Linked DNA regions of Mus musculus: regions 1 and 3 are each linked to region 2. The links are chromatin contacts, called in public promoter capture Hi-C maps. All regions are on one chromosome and are shown on one strand. The core of a region is the stretch at or near the end of the contact, and the rest is flanking DNA. Distances in the headings are between cores, read along the strand shown. Region 1 holds the start of Ccdc106 (coiled-coil domain containing 106). Region 2 holds the start of Nop53 (NOP53 ribosome biogenesis factor). Region 3 holds the start of Leng9 (leukocyte receptor cluster (LRC) member 9).

Evidence for each region. Promoter capture Hi-C pulls out the DNA fragments that hold promoters and counts their contacts.
Region 1: a contact with region 2 is called in a promoter capture Hi-C map of cranial neural crest. The contact joins the promoter of Ccdc106 here to the promoter of Nop53 in region 2. A contact is called at or near these places in 3 of 39 promoter capture datasets (cranial neural crest, hippocampal neurons and maxillary cranial neural crest).
Region 3: a contact with region 2 is called in a promoter capture Hi-C map of second pharyngeal arch cranial neural crest. The contact joins the promoter of Leng9 here to the promoter of Nop53 in region 2. A contact is called at or near these places in 4 of 39 promoter capture datasets (cranial neural crest, frontonasal cranial neural crest, hippocampal neurons and 1 more).

What each region holds. Positions count from the first base shown.
Region 1 is chr7:5,055,296-5,059,600 of GRCm38.p6, reverse strand. Ccdc106 (coiled-coil domain containing 106) reads right to left here and starts at 2,875. Exons shown (of 5, transcript NM_146178.2): 1 at 1,942-2,875; 2 at 1,698-1,802; 3 at 1,433-1,609; 4 at 1-105. The coding sequence starts at 1,972. Gm15510 (predicted gene 15510) reads left to right here and starts at 2,485. Exons shown (of 4, transcript NR_166619.1): 1 at 2,485-2,848.
Region 2 is chr7:15,944,204-15,948,345 of GRCm38.p6, reverse strand. It overlaps Nop53 (NOP53 ribosome biogenesis factor), which reads left to right and starts at 2,238. Exons shown (of 13, transcript NM_133831.3): 1 at 2,238-2,516; 2 at 2,992-3,056. The coding sequence starts at 2,293. It overlaps Gm24576 (a long non-coding RNA gene), which reads right to left and starts at 2,253. Exons shown (of 2, transcript XR_391165.4): 1 at 2,046-2,253; 2 at 556-1,885. It also overlaps a transcript of Ehd2 not described here.
Region 3 is chr7:4,148,076-4,152,578 of GRCm38.p6, reverse strand. It overlaps Leng9 (leukocyte receptor cluster (LRC) member 9), which reads left to right and starts at 2,707. Exons shown (of 1, transcript NM_175529.3): 1 at 2,707-4,396. The coding sequence starts at 2,904. The coding sequence ends at 4,361. It overlaps Leng8 (leukocyte receptor cluster (LRC) member 8), which reads right to left. Exons shown (of 16, transcript NM_001374609.1): 16 at 4,406-4,503. Cdc42ep5 (CDC42 effector protein (Rho GTPase binding) 5) reads left to right here. Exons shown (of 3, transcript NM_021454.4): 3 at 792-1,319. The coding sequence starts at 792. The coding sequence ends at 1,244.

The DNA of each region.
Region 1 (4,305 bases), core at 1,626-4,125, about 11 Mb after region 2:
CGCTGAAGGAGGAGGCTGCCGACTCGGGGTCTGAGGCTTCTCCAACCCCAGCCCTGCTGTCCCCATCAACCCTCCGAGGTCCAGGCTTCATCCGGCAGTAGTCCTCTAAAGAGAGACAAAAGTGAACTGTGACACAATGTCCTATAATTGCCCTGAGGGGGGAAAGATGGACATGGAGGCCAAGTCCTCGGAATGAGGGCAGGGTGAAGTCCCCAAGTAGAGACATTAGCTACACTGAATGCCATAGAGCCAGCTGGGATTCGGGGAATAGTGTGAGCATTTTTCTAGGCTCTGAACTTGACTGAAACAGGTCCAGGGAATTCATGAGAATCTGTGACTATGCAGAGTTTCTGTGGGGGAAATGTATCCTGGGGAGCTCCAGAGTGAAGAGTCAAAATCCGAGAGGCAGACAGTGCCTCTGGGTAGGAGGATTGGATATCAGACTCCTACAGAAGTCAGGGTTCAGTTTGGGTACTGGGAAATGCTAACTACCTTCCCCTAGATAGGGAGCCAACTCAGACTCAGCATCTTCTGAAGGATGAACTCCTGAGAACTGAAACCAAGACTCTGCCCAGTCATACCAGGGAAAGATAGGAGTCACCCTGGATAGAGCTCTCAGTATAGGAAGAGAGGGTATGCATGTCCCCATCCCAGTGCTAGGTCCCTTTACTAGAGCTTTTGCCATGGTTAGCAATGAGAAAGCCTGCCAGCAGCTCAGCTGGATACAGAGGTTAGGGTTATGGCCTGAATAAAGGCTAAGTACTCCAAGAAACCAGGGCTAAAGCTCTGGGAAAGGGCAGCCTTGAGTGGGGAATGTGCTGGGAATGGCAGTCAACACAGGTTAATGAGATAGGGCCCTGCCTGTCAGAAGAGGTGACACCACCATGCTGTTACTAGTTGTAGATTAGAGCAAGACAAGGGAGTGGGATCCGCTCAGGACCCTAAGGTGAAGCTTAGGAGACAGAGGTACTGGGACCCCCACAGCCTTTGAAGAATAAGAAACATGAGGCATGATAATGTAGAGCAGGGTAGAGGGAAGACAGAACCCTGATTGGTATTTCAGGGTACCTCTAATGGATGATGACTGCATCATTCAGAAATCCTGGGGTGCTGGCAGGGCCCCTCTGAGGAATCCAGTAGACTGCAATGGGTCTACTGACAAAGGGACATTTCCCCTAAGATGAGGAACCTGGGCTGGAAATATAGACTCTGGGAGACAGTTATGCCAAGTGCTTGAGGCTGATGAGTTACAGGGCAGTCTCATCACAAGATAGGAAATGAGAGAAGTCTTTGAAATCAAGAAGGAAATGGCTGGGGAAGGCCCTAAAATAGGCATGGGCCTTAGTGGAAGGATAAGATGCCAAGTCCCCATCAGGTCCAACCAACATTGGGTGTTGAATTCTGCGGGTCCTGGGGGACTGTGTGCCCCCACCTGCATCCATCCGGGCAGAGGAAATGAATTTGTCCAGCTGACACCGCAAGAAGTCCCTCTCCTCCTCCAGGTCCTCAATGCGCTTCTGCAACCACGAGTTCCTCTCCAGTGCCATGTGCAGCTGGGCCTTAACACTGCTCATCAGGGCCAGGGTTGGGGAGGCGCCCTCTGGAGGCTCTAAGAACAGCAGGGACGGAGGTCATGCCCCAGGGTGAGGCAGTACCCCACCTGACTCCAGTCCCTCCAATGCCCTTTCTCAGCTCACCCTCAACATTTCTCCGAGACGGACTCAGACGGTATAAGATTTGTGAGTCTAAGTGGGGTGCCTCTTCAAAGGGAATGGAGATCTCAAAGGTCTCTTCGTCCTTCACTGCAGAGAGGTCAGCAGAGGTCACCCCAGAAGTGGCCTGAACCTTATAGACCACCCCCAACCATTGCTGTCCCATGGACAGAGGGAACCAGAATGTCAGACCAAGGATGGGAAAAGAAAGGGTCCCCAGGTGCCTCACTTGTCCGCCAACGGTTGTTTCTGTCATTCATATCGAGGAGGCTTCCTGCAGACCCAGCAACTGAGCCCTTGGGGGCACTGGACAGAAGCAGGTCACCAAAAGTCGGCAGTCCCTGGAGAGGTGGAATACCTGTCCCTCCGGAGTAAGGAAGGATCACCAGTCTGAGGGAGGAAAGGACCCATACTTCTGGACAGAGTCAGAGGCTTCCAAAGTATGTACCCAGAGCGAGGGGGCTCAGCGAGAGGAATCTTGGTTGTGAAGGGGCTCGGCCCTTAAATTCTTTGGTTCCTCGTGGGGTCAACACCACAGGGAGACCTGGCCTGAATGAGAAAGCCCTTCATCATGGCCCATCTCCGAACCCAATGCCATAAATGGAGAAACAACCACCCCTAACTTCCATTCTTGGGGTAGGGGGTCCATCCTGCAAGCGTTCCCCTGTCCCAGCCGCCCATTCCTCCCGCACTCGCGTGGGCGAGTAAAGCCCCTCCCCGAAGTGGGAGCTGGGCGCGTGCGCAGTGCGTGGGAGGTCACGCGTGGGGATGCGCCCCCACCCTTTGTCCCACAAGTGGGAGGGGGCGACCGTGGCGAAGGGTCCCAGAATGGGCAACCGGCATGGGGGTGTCGACCGTGGGCACCGTTCCCCGCCTTTGGGTGCTCAGGGTACAAGGGGCCGAGGCCCCGCTCTCACCCACCCGCGCACGGACTCCAGCCCCGGGACCGACGGCAGTGGCGGCGCCCATGCCCAGCGCAGGGGAGCGTCTGCAAAGTGTCGCGGAGAGAAGCGCCCACCCACCAGTAAGCGGGCGTAGCGGCAGAGGAGGGGGAGAACTGGATGGCGGAGCGCGGAGACGTGGGCACTAACCGAATCAGGCCTGCCGAGCCTGGGGCGCCTCTTCCTGGAGCCCAGGTGAGGCCCGCCGTTTGCGCGGAGGTCGGGACCGCACTTGCGCGATAGCCCCTTGCAACACCCCTCCAACCCCCACCCCACACACAACCCCCCCCCCCTCCTTTCCCAAAGCCTAGGCAGGGATCCTCATGAAATTCTCATCCTGCACAGCTGATGCGGTTCCGGGGGTCCTCCGGGTGAGTGGCTATGTGACCAGTGGGCCGAGAAAAGTCAGAAGGTATGAGGCAGTAAGGAAAATTGAAGTGAAATTTGAGTCTCCTTTAATGATCCCTAAGTAGCTGATTAATACATGCATACCTTTAGTCTTAGCCGCTCCAACCTACCATAACCTCCACCCACCCCCATCCACGAAAAGGATTAAAGGAATAAGAGGACCAGGATGTGAGAATGGGTTGTGTGGTGGTTACTTCTCCGCAAAGTGTGGGTCAGGAATAGCCCACACTGGAGCCACCTGTGGAACAGCTACACTCCAGTCCTTGCTCCTCATTCCTCCATGGCCTCAGTTTACTCACCTGTTCAGTGGGAAGTTACTCTTAAAAGCCTTTGAGAGGATGTAGTTGTGTGACATACCAAAGGCTCAGCCCAGAACCGGACCACTCTTGGAGCTTAAGATCCAAGCGCTGTTGATATTATTTGAAGTCAGTCGGTGTAGATGCACAGCCTTTAAGACACTCCCCCTCTCCCTTCCGCCCCAAAAGAAGTCGTGTAAAGAGGCTATCTGCATAGGGCACATACACACACACAATCAGAGGAAAGGAGCAGCGAAGACATGTTTATTAGACCTACACTGCCTCTCCGGTTCACAAGCAGCATCCTCTTTGGGGTTCTGAAGCCCTAAGAGGCATGACTTAAACCATCCTTGCAGAGGAAGACTGAATGTGTCAACCAAGACTAAGCAGTTCATTTTTACAAATAAACTGCATCCTGGGTCAGCAAGTCCAGGGGGAACCACCTGCCCTAGATCAGTATTTCAAACCACAGAGAATTGTATAAAGCCAGGTGAACTGTATAAAGCTGTGCTTATGCTCTAAGATGCTATTTTTTTAAGTATATTAATGTGGATTGTAGTTTGGGTGGGGAAGGGGTAGTGTTCAGAACCTTTTTCCCAAAGATGCTAGGAATGTTGCGCAGTGTGTAAGGTGCCTAGCATGCACAAAGCCCAGAGTTTCAGTATTCTGGAAGTGGAGGCAAGATCATAAATCCAATGTCACCCTGAACTACATTACAACCTTATCTAAATAAATAAATAAATAAATGGCAGGTTTGGGGAAACTGAAGTAGGCCTAACTCCCAGAGGAAAACGGCAGACTTTCCCATTACCCAGTCAAGGTCTTTGTTCCAGATAGCATAAACTAAAATGTCTCCCAAAATGTAAGTAAGGATTGAGAATGGGGTGTGGTGTGCATTGAGTGTTCAATATAAGGTCCCTACTTCCAGTGTCAAAATAGAGACCTCTG
Region 2 (4,142 bases), core at 989-3,488:
TGAGCCTGGGGCGGGGGTGGGGAGCAGTGTGTGCTCAAGTCATTAATCCCAGAACAGAGGCAGAGGCAGGTGGTGGATCTGTGAACTGGAGGGCAGCCTGGTCTACAGAGTGAGTTCCAGGACAGCTAGGGCTACACCGAGAAACCCTGTATCGAAAGATAAAGGTGTGGTGTGGCTAGGGCTGTAGTTAACAGTACTTGCCCTGCTTACACGGGGCTCAGTTTCCCACCTTTTGCATGACCTGAAAACAAAACCCTTTGTAGATCTCTTTGGATGACTACCACTTTCCAGGGGCCTGGGGATGGGGGATGGGTGTGGAGGCAGTGATAGTTGGCTGGCACTTGGATGCTAGGCACCAATATTCTAGATTTGGACCTTTAAAACTGAGTTCATGCATGCACAGGTCTGTGGATCACAGATGTGATGGGGTCTGGAGATTGAAACAGGGTCCTCTGGAAGAGCAGCCAGTGCTTTTAACATCTCTTCAGGCCACATACTCAGCTTTTAATGATAAGTTTAACCGCTGAATAATCTCTCCAGGCCAATTACTCAGCCTTTTTTTTGTTAAGTTTTGGGAACTTAAATTCAGGTCTTTATTGTTTGCCCAGAAAGCTCTCTTACCCACTGAGCCATTCCCCAACCCTTGTTTTTCATTTTGAGACAGTCTCTCTACCCTAAACTCATTCTGCTGTCCAGGGTGGCCTATGAACTTGCCATCCTCCTGCCTCAGTGCCTCTTGAGTAGGTAGGTAAGGTTAAAAATGAACAGCACTACCCAGCTATTTTTTTTTCTTTTAGAGTGTGTGTGTGTGTGTGTGTGTGTGTGTTTTATACAGGCAATTCCATTGGCCTGCTTTCAGGGACCCAGCCAGTGCTTACATCATGACCTACGGCAGCCAGATGTACCAGTAGATGTAAGGACCCACCTGCCACCCCAGCTCTCTCTCTCTGATCTCCACCACCAATGTTCCCTCTCCTTCTCTGTCCCCTCTCTCTGCCCTCATGATTCTGCCCCCCATCTGTCTGCCTGTCTATCTGTCCACTTGTCTGCCTCTGTCCCTTCACCAAGTCCCACAGTACTCTTGCGTTCCCCCCAATAAACCTTTACACTAGGTCTGTTTTATGGTGTAACTTCTCAGGGGTACACCTTGGCCAGGCCCTCCAAAAATACTCCCTTGCCACATTATATTTCATAACGGCGTGTAAGCATATATGCCACCACAGCATACCTTGTGAAGGTCAAGAACAAACAGCTTGCAGGTATTGGCTTTTTCCAACATATGGGTTATGAGGATTAATCTGAGGCTTGGCAGCAACAGCCTTTCTCTACTGAGGTATCTTGGCAGCCCCACACCCAGCATCTTCTTTAATAAAAAGAGTTAAAGAAAATTTGACTGGACTCCGTCCCTTGGCAGTTACTATTTGGGAAGGAGGGGTGTCCTTCAATGGCATACACACTGGTCAGTTGCCTCTGATCTAGTAACTAACTCTTCACTCATTGCTGGTACAAAAAATCCTAGTAAATCCAGTACGTCACAAAACTACAAAGACACAAGGGAGGAGGGCATTTGGGGGAAAGAAGGGTAGTTCAGTAGGAGTGAGAAGGCAAAGGGAAGCAAAAATGGCAAGGCACGTATGAAACTGGTCTACAGAGTGAGTTCCAGGACAGCCAGGGTTATACAGAGAAACCCTCTCCCGAAAAACCAAACCAAGAAAGCAAGCAAGCAAGCAAGCAAACAAAAAACTTGTATAACTAACAAAATGGTTTGAGTAAAATTTTATGATACCGGGTAAGGTAAATTACTCAGAGTGAGAACCAAGAATCCACATAGCCTACTCCCTACCAACCCGAAATTGCAGGTCGAATCTCTGAATTCGAGGTCAGCCTGGTCTACAGAGTGAGTTAACAGACAGCTAGGCTACACAAAGAAACCCTGCCTTTTGTTGTTGTTGTTTTGTTTTTTCAAGACAGGGTTTCTCTGTGTAGCCCTGGCTGTCCTGGAACTCAGTCTGTAGACCAGGCTGGCCTCGAACTCAGAAATCCACCTGCCTCTGCCTCCCGAGTGCTGGGATTAAAGGCGTGCGTCACCACGCCCGGCTCGAACATTTTTAAAATAAGAAGAGACTGAACGTGATGATTTATCCTTTTGCCAAGACGTAAAACTCTCTATGTAAAAACTACGCTTTATCAAGATGGTCGCAAACAGGAAGTGCGTCATATTACGTCACTCGAGACGCGCACGTTCCAAACCGGATATCGGAGTTAGAGCGACTAAGCTCTTCCTTTAAGAAGATGGCTGCGGGTGGTAACAGGGACGGTGAGAAGCGCGGCTCGAGAAGCCAGGCGGACTCTGGCTTCCTGGGGCTGCGGCCGACCTCGGTGGATCCCGCTCTGAGGCGGCGGCGGCGGGGCCCCAGAAACAAGAAGCGCGGCTGGAGGAGGCTCGCCGAGGAGCCGCTGGGGTTAGAGGTCGACCAGTTCCTGGAAGACGTCCGGCTACAGGAGCGCACGACCGGGTACGTGGGGCGGGACTTCCGGTGGCGTGGCCGTGCGCTTTGCGACCTGGTGCTAGACGGACCGGGCATCCCGGCTCGGTGTGGGAGACCTATCAATAGTATCTTTAACAAATAAGCGTGCGAAAATCCCAACAAAGTTTAAGTTTTCCCCTAGTTTTTTTTAAAATTTGAAACAGGGCCTCACTATGTAGGACGACCTGGCACTCGGTATGTAGACAAGCCTGGCTCCGAACTCAAGTTTCCTCTGCCGCCGGAGTGCTGGCATTAAAACCTTTTGCTACAGAGTTTGAATTTCAAGTGAAAGAGAATAAAGTACGTTCACCCCATCGTGGTACATTTTAAATTCTGTGTGAAAGCTCCAGGTGTAGCCCATGGTTTGAGGAAGAGTTGGGATGGGCCCAAAAAGTTAGACCCCTAAGGGTCTGTTATCTTTCCAGCATTACTTTGGCAAATAGTCTGCATTTTTATCCTTCAGTGGCTTGTTGGCAGAGGCCCCAAACGAAAAGCTCTTCTTCGTGGACACAGGATTCAAGAGAAAAGGTGAGGAGTGCTCTTATGAAGTTGTGTGCTGGTGGTTCTCTGAGTCTTGCACCCGTGAGATCTGCATTGATGACATAATTTAAAGCAAAGCACACACACACACTCTCTCTCTCTTTCTCTCTCTCTCATTTTGGAAACAGTCTTGATCACAAGTTTGGAGGGGAGGGGGGATCGAGACAGGGTTTCTCTGTGTATCCCTGGCTGTCCTGGAACTCACTCTGTAGACCAGGCTGGCCTTGAACTCAGAAATCCACCTGTCCCTGCCTCCCCGAGTCAGTGCTGGGTGTGGTTCATCACCACAGTCTTACCATGTATACCATATTGGCCTCAAACTTAGATCTGCTTGCCTCTGCCTCCTGAGTGCTGGAAATAAAGGTATGCTTTACCACTGGAGACTAGAAGGGGCAGTCTTTAGTATAAAGAATTACTTTGAATGGCTTTGAAACAAGCTTGAGATGATTAAGAAAGGTGACCTGTTGTTCATTTTTGTTTGGTTTTATTGAGCTGTATCATTCAGCTTTTTTTTTTTTTGTCCCCCTTCCCCAAAGAATATGATAGCAAGCATGATAACCCACAACGTTAATTTCTCTGAGTTGCAGGCCAGCCTGGTCTACATAGTGAGCTCCAGGACAGCCAGGCCTACACAATGAGACCTTGTCTCAAAACAGAGAGAACAAGAGGATCTCTTTTAGCCAGGAGGAAGGAAACATGTCTTGGCAAGATGGCTTTACTCCAGCAGAACTTGGGCTGGGACCTGCTGGGACATGAAAATAAGGGCAAGTTAGGGATTGCTTTGCTGAGTGGGGTTTTCACCAAGGAGGCAGAAAAACACTTAAAATGGGAAGCCTGGTTCAGCAGGTACTGAAAACAAGCCAGTGCCTGGTCCAGCAGGACAGCCAGTGGCTTTGCAGAACAAGCTGGCAGCTTTGCCAGCAGCCAGGCACTTTAGTATGCACGATGTGAGTCAAGGGGTCCTGTTCATGAAAACCTTCTTGACAAGGTCGGGAGAACCCAGGGAAGCTGTGTGGGGACCCGGGGACGTTAACATCTAAGGTAATGGGTTCCATCTGCCCCACTCAGGCCAGG
Region 3 (4,503 bases), core at 1,458-3,957, about 12 Mb after region 2:
GGAGGAGGAGGAGGAGGAGGAGGAGGAGGAGGAGGAGGAGGAGGAGGAGGAGAAGGAGAAGAAACATTTGCCTGACAAATTCAGAAGAGGATGCTCACAGCCATCCAGTGGACTGAGCACAGGGTCCCCAATGGAGGAGCTAGAGAAAGGACCCAAGGAGCTGAAGGGATTTGCAGCCCCATAGGAAGAATAAAAATATGAACTAACCAGTACCCCCAGAGCTCCCAGGGACTAAACCACCAACCAAATAGTACACAAGGAGGGACTCAAGGCTTCAGCTGTATATGAGCAGAGGATGGCCTTGTCTGTCATCAGTGAGAGGAGAGGCCCTTGGCCTTGTGAAGGCTGCATGCATGCCCCAGTGTAGGGAAGCAGGAGTTGGGTGGGTTAGTGAGCAGGAGGAGGGGGAATGGGATAGGGAATTTTTTGGTGGGGAAATGAGGAAAGGGGATAAAAATTGAATTGCAAATAAAGAAAATATCTAATTAAAAAATAAAGAAATTAGTGTTAGGGGATGAAGTGGATTGGGAGAGGGTGATAAAGAGTGAAAAAACAACCACAAAGTAGCAAAGATCAGGTACAGTTATGGGCGTGTTAAACTAAGTATGTCACTGAGTTCAGCAGGAGGGACCTTGAGAACCTCCCAGTCTGCTTCCTCATTTGTTAACTGGGAATAATAGTTCTTCCATAGCCCTGTTTTATGAGAGCATTCTGTGGCTGACTATGTAGGATAGGGATACAGAGTTGGGGCTCCCGGATGAGGCAGCTCTGATATGCCTATGTCCCCACAGATGCCGGTAATGAAGCAGCTGGGCCCTGCACAACCCAAGAAGCGGCTGGATCGCGGAGCACTCTCGATCTCAGCACCCCTCGGAGACTTCAGGCACACATTGCACGTGGGACGCGGTGGCGACGCCTTCGGGGACACCTCATTCCTGAGTCGCCACGGGGGCGGTCCGCCTCCCGAGCCTGGAGCCCCACCGGTTGTGGCCCCACATTCTGTCGCTCCACCTGCAGCCCCACAGCCCCCTGTGGCTGTGCCTTCACCTGCGGACCCGCTGCTGTCTTTCCACCTGGACCTGGGCCCCTCTATGCTGGACGCGGTGTTAGGCGTCATGGACGCGGAGCGCAGCGAGACAACAGCCACCAAGCCCGATGGGGATGCCCACCCTAGAGTGCAGCACCCCAAGACCCGCTGCTGCTCAAATGCTGACCTCCAGCTGGACGACGTCATCGGTCTGTAGTGTCATAATTCCCTCAACCCCTCCCTCCCAGCACTCCACTTTTGTACACATAAATGGCTGAGGTTTGTGCCATGGACTGTCTATTCACTTTACGCGGGAAAGGGTACAGAAGCAGTAGGGTGGTGCCACTTCTAGTTGGGGTGCCACCAACTAGAAGTCAAGTTGTCAGTGATGCTCCTTTAAGAGTTTGAATACGTATTCATGTAATGCCCCTCCCCAAAGGCGGAGTCTCTACCACAGTCCTATTCATCCCTCAAACCTTGACCGATCCTCACTACCACCTGGATAAAGTCCAACACCCGTGACAGCTGCTATCTGGCATAAAGAGTCACAGTCGCCTGGCCATCCACTTCCCTCCAGGTGCACTCTGACTGGGCGGCGCTTCCCTGCAAAGGGAAGCGGTTGGCGAGCCTTTGGAGCCACGAGGGTGTGGTTCCCGTGGGAAGGGCTTCAGGTCCCACCAACTGTGTGTCGCCCTGCGGGAGGCTGTTGCGTTACAAATCTGGGCACAAAGTTCAGCCTGAGACGTCCAGATATTTTAACATCTAGAGGTGCAGGACTGCCCGAACCTATATCGGGAGGGGGGTGAAGCAAAATTCTCAAAGGTTTTCAGAGGGGAGGAACAATTAGAATTAGTCTCTGGGTTTGTTTTGGGACGGGGCTATCTTAGGTCCCTAGAGGGATAAGACCAATTTAAATTAACCGAACCAGAGGTAGAGTAAGGGTTTTTATAGTTTCCAAAAGGGTGGGTCGTATATTTCAAACGTTAGGCTGGTGACAGGAGTAAAACCCGACCTCTACAAGGAGGCACAGGAGAAACCATTTCACCATGGTTGAGTCCAGGATAAGACCAATGAGGGGCGGAGCATGTGTAAAACAATCAGGTGGAGTGAGGCCAAGGTAAAGGGGTGAGGCTCCCAGGAAAGACATTTATAAATAACTTGACAGAGGCAGAACCAGGAGTCACTTTATTCGTTATGAGGTGTGGCATGTAAGATAATCAATTGCATGGGAGCTGGCTACAAACTTTAAAGACGGTTGGGGGCGGGGCCAAGACCGCTGAGTCCCACTCCTCTCCTCCCAACGAAGCTGCGGTGTTCAGGTAAATCAGTTGCTGCCCTGCCAGGCTCCCTAGAGGTCTCGAGAGGCTGAGCAGATGCAAAGTATCTGGAGGCGGCCGGAGGGGTTGTCTAAGCCCTACCCCCACCCAGGCTGCGGAGTATATGTAAATCGGATGCGGAGAAGCCTTTCTTGGGGCCCTGACAGCGGTGGGGCACTTGTCAAGTATTTGCTAAACTGTCTCGCTAAAGTCCCCAAAGGGAGAAGTTGTATGGAATAAGACGTGACTCCCTGGATGTCCAGAGAGAAGCTTGACGCACACATAAATTGGCTGGTTGGGCGGGGCCAGGCTCTTTAAGACTCCCTGAGGGGCTGGACATATGTAAATCATTTCAGGCGGGGCAAGAGGGGGTTCCCAGTGGCTTACAAACCCGGTACGCGTAAATAAACTGGACTTGAAATTAGAGCTCCAGAGCCCGTGTTACATTCTGACGCCCTGCCTGGTCCTTTGGCCTCCTTCCACCTGAGGCGGGAGGGGTTCCTGGCGTCACAGTTGGAGATCAACGCTGCAGACAGAGACCGCTTAGTGCGTGAAGGCCCATGGAGGCCTCGGCCGATTCCTCTGAGGCCCCCGCGGTCTGCCGCTTCTTCCTAGAGGGCCGCTGTCGCTTCGGTGCGCGCTGCCGTCAGCCACATCCCGGGGCCCCGGCGCCGTCCCCGGTGGTTACGCAACCGGAGGCTGGGTCCAAGAAGCCGGCTCTGCGTACTGCTGCTGACGTCATCCGACGCATCCGCTGGGACCCGCGCCTGGACCCTGCTGACTTTTCGGTGGGCTACACCGACCGCTTCCTGGGAGTGCAGGAAGAGCCATTCTGCGCCTTCTGCTGGGACGAGCCGCTGGCAGCGCTCGGACCTGGCGTGTTGGCAGTGCCGCAGCACCGCATACGCTACTTCCGCTTCCGCGGCCGCCTGGTATGGGACCGTGCCTCCCGTACTGACCTCATTTTTGGATCGGGCTCTGTGGCTGGTCGGGGACCCACTATCCTTGATGCGCTGGACGGCGGGGACGAGCATTGGACAGAGGTCACGGCAGAAATTCCCGACACAGAGAAAACAGGGGTGGGTTTAGAGGGTCTGGATACCCAGGATGCCCTTGCAGAGGCGGGTGGAAACCCGACCGGAACAGGTCTTGATTCGGGCCTGGAGACACACGAAGAGGGTGGGGCAATCAAAGAGACCAGAACTGGGCTTGATTCCAGCCTGGAGACACCTGAAGTGGATGGGCCAACCAAAGAGACCGGGCTGAATGGGACCACTGAGTTAGAAATGCCAGACCCAAGCATGAACTTCTCAGGAGTGAAGATCAGCTCAGTAGAGGAGCCCAGAGCTACATTGCTTCCACAGTGGCAGGCGCAGGGCATGGAAACGAAAGGGCTTTCTGCTGAAGAGATGGGAAATGTGTGGGATCCAGGTGTTTGGCCTGACGACAGAAGGGCCCCTCGCCAGCCCCGGCCCACACATTTTGTGGCACTGATGGTGACAGAGTCTGGGCTTAGGGCTGAGGTGGTCAAGGCCCAAGAGCATCTGGTCCGGATTGCCCCTTCTTGTGCTGAGTTCCTGGTACCAGCACAGGCCCTGCACTTGACAGTGGTCTTGCTAAGGCTGACAGGCCCTGGGGAGGAGGCTGCAGCAGCTAGAGCTCTTCGGAGAGCCATCTTGAAACCAGGGCTTCAGGCACCCTCCCAGCTACAGTTCAGGGACTTGGTTCTTCTGGGCCATCATGTGCTCTGTGCCACACCCTCCCCCACACTGACAGGTATGGCCCAAACACTGAATCAGAGGCTAGAGGCCGAAGGGCTTAGAGTGGTGCTGCTGCCAGAACTACAACCGCACCTCACCCTGGCTAAGGTACCACATGGAACCCAGGTCTGCCTCCCTAAGCCTGAGTACACCCTGAACCAGGAGCTAGGAAGGCAGCCCCTAAGTAAACTCTGGCTTTGCCGCATGGGTAGAGCAGGGCATAGCTATCTTCCCTTGGTAGAAATTTCCCTGAAATGACCGAGGTTTCATATTTCGGATAAAACAGGCCAAGCAGAAACAGGTTCTCGCTCTCTCTCTTTAATTTTGGTTTCAAGCTTCCAAAATGTACTGTACTCAATGCTCAAGGAGAATGAAGGAAGGGAGGGGAGAGGGAGGGAGG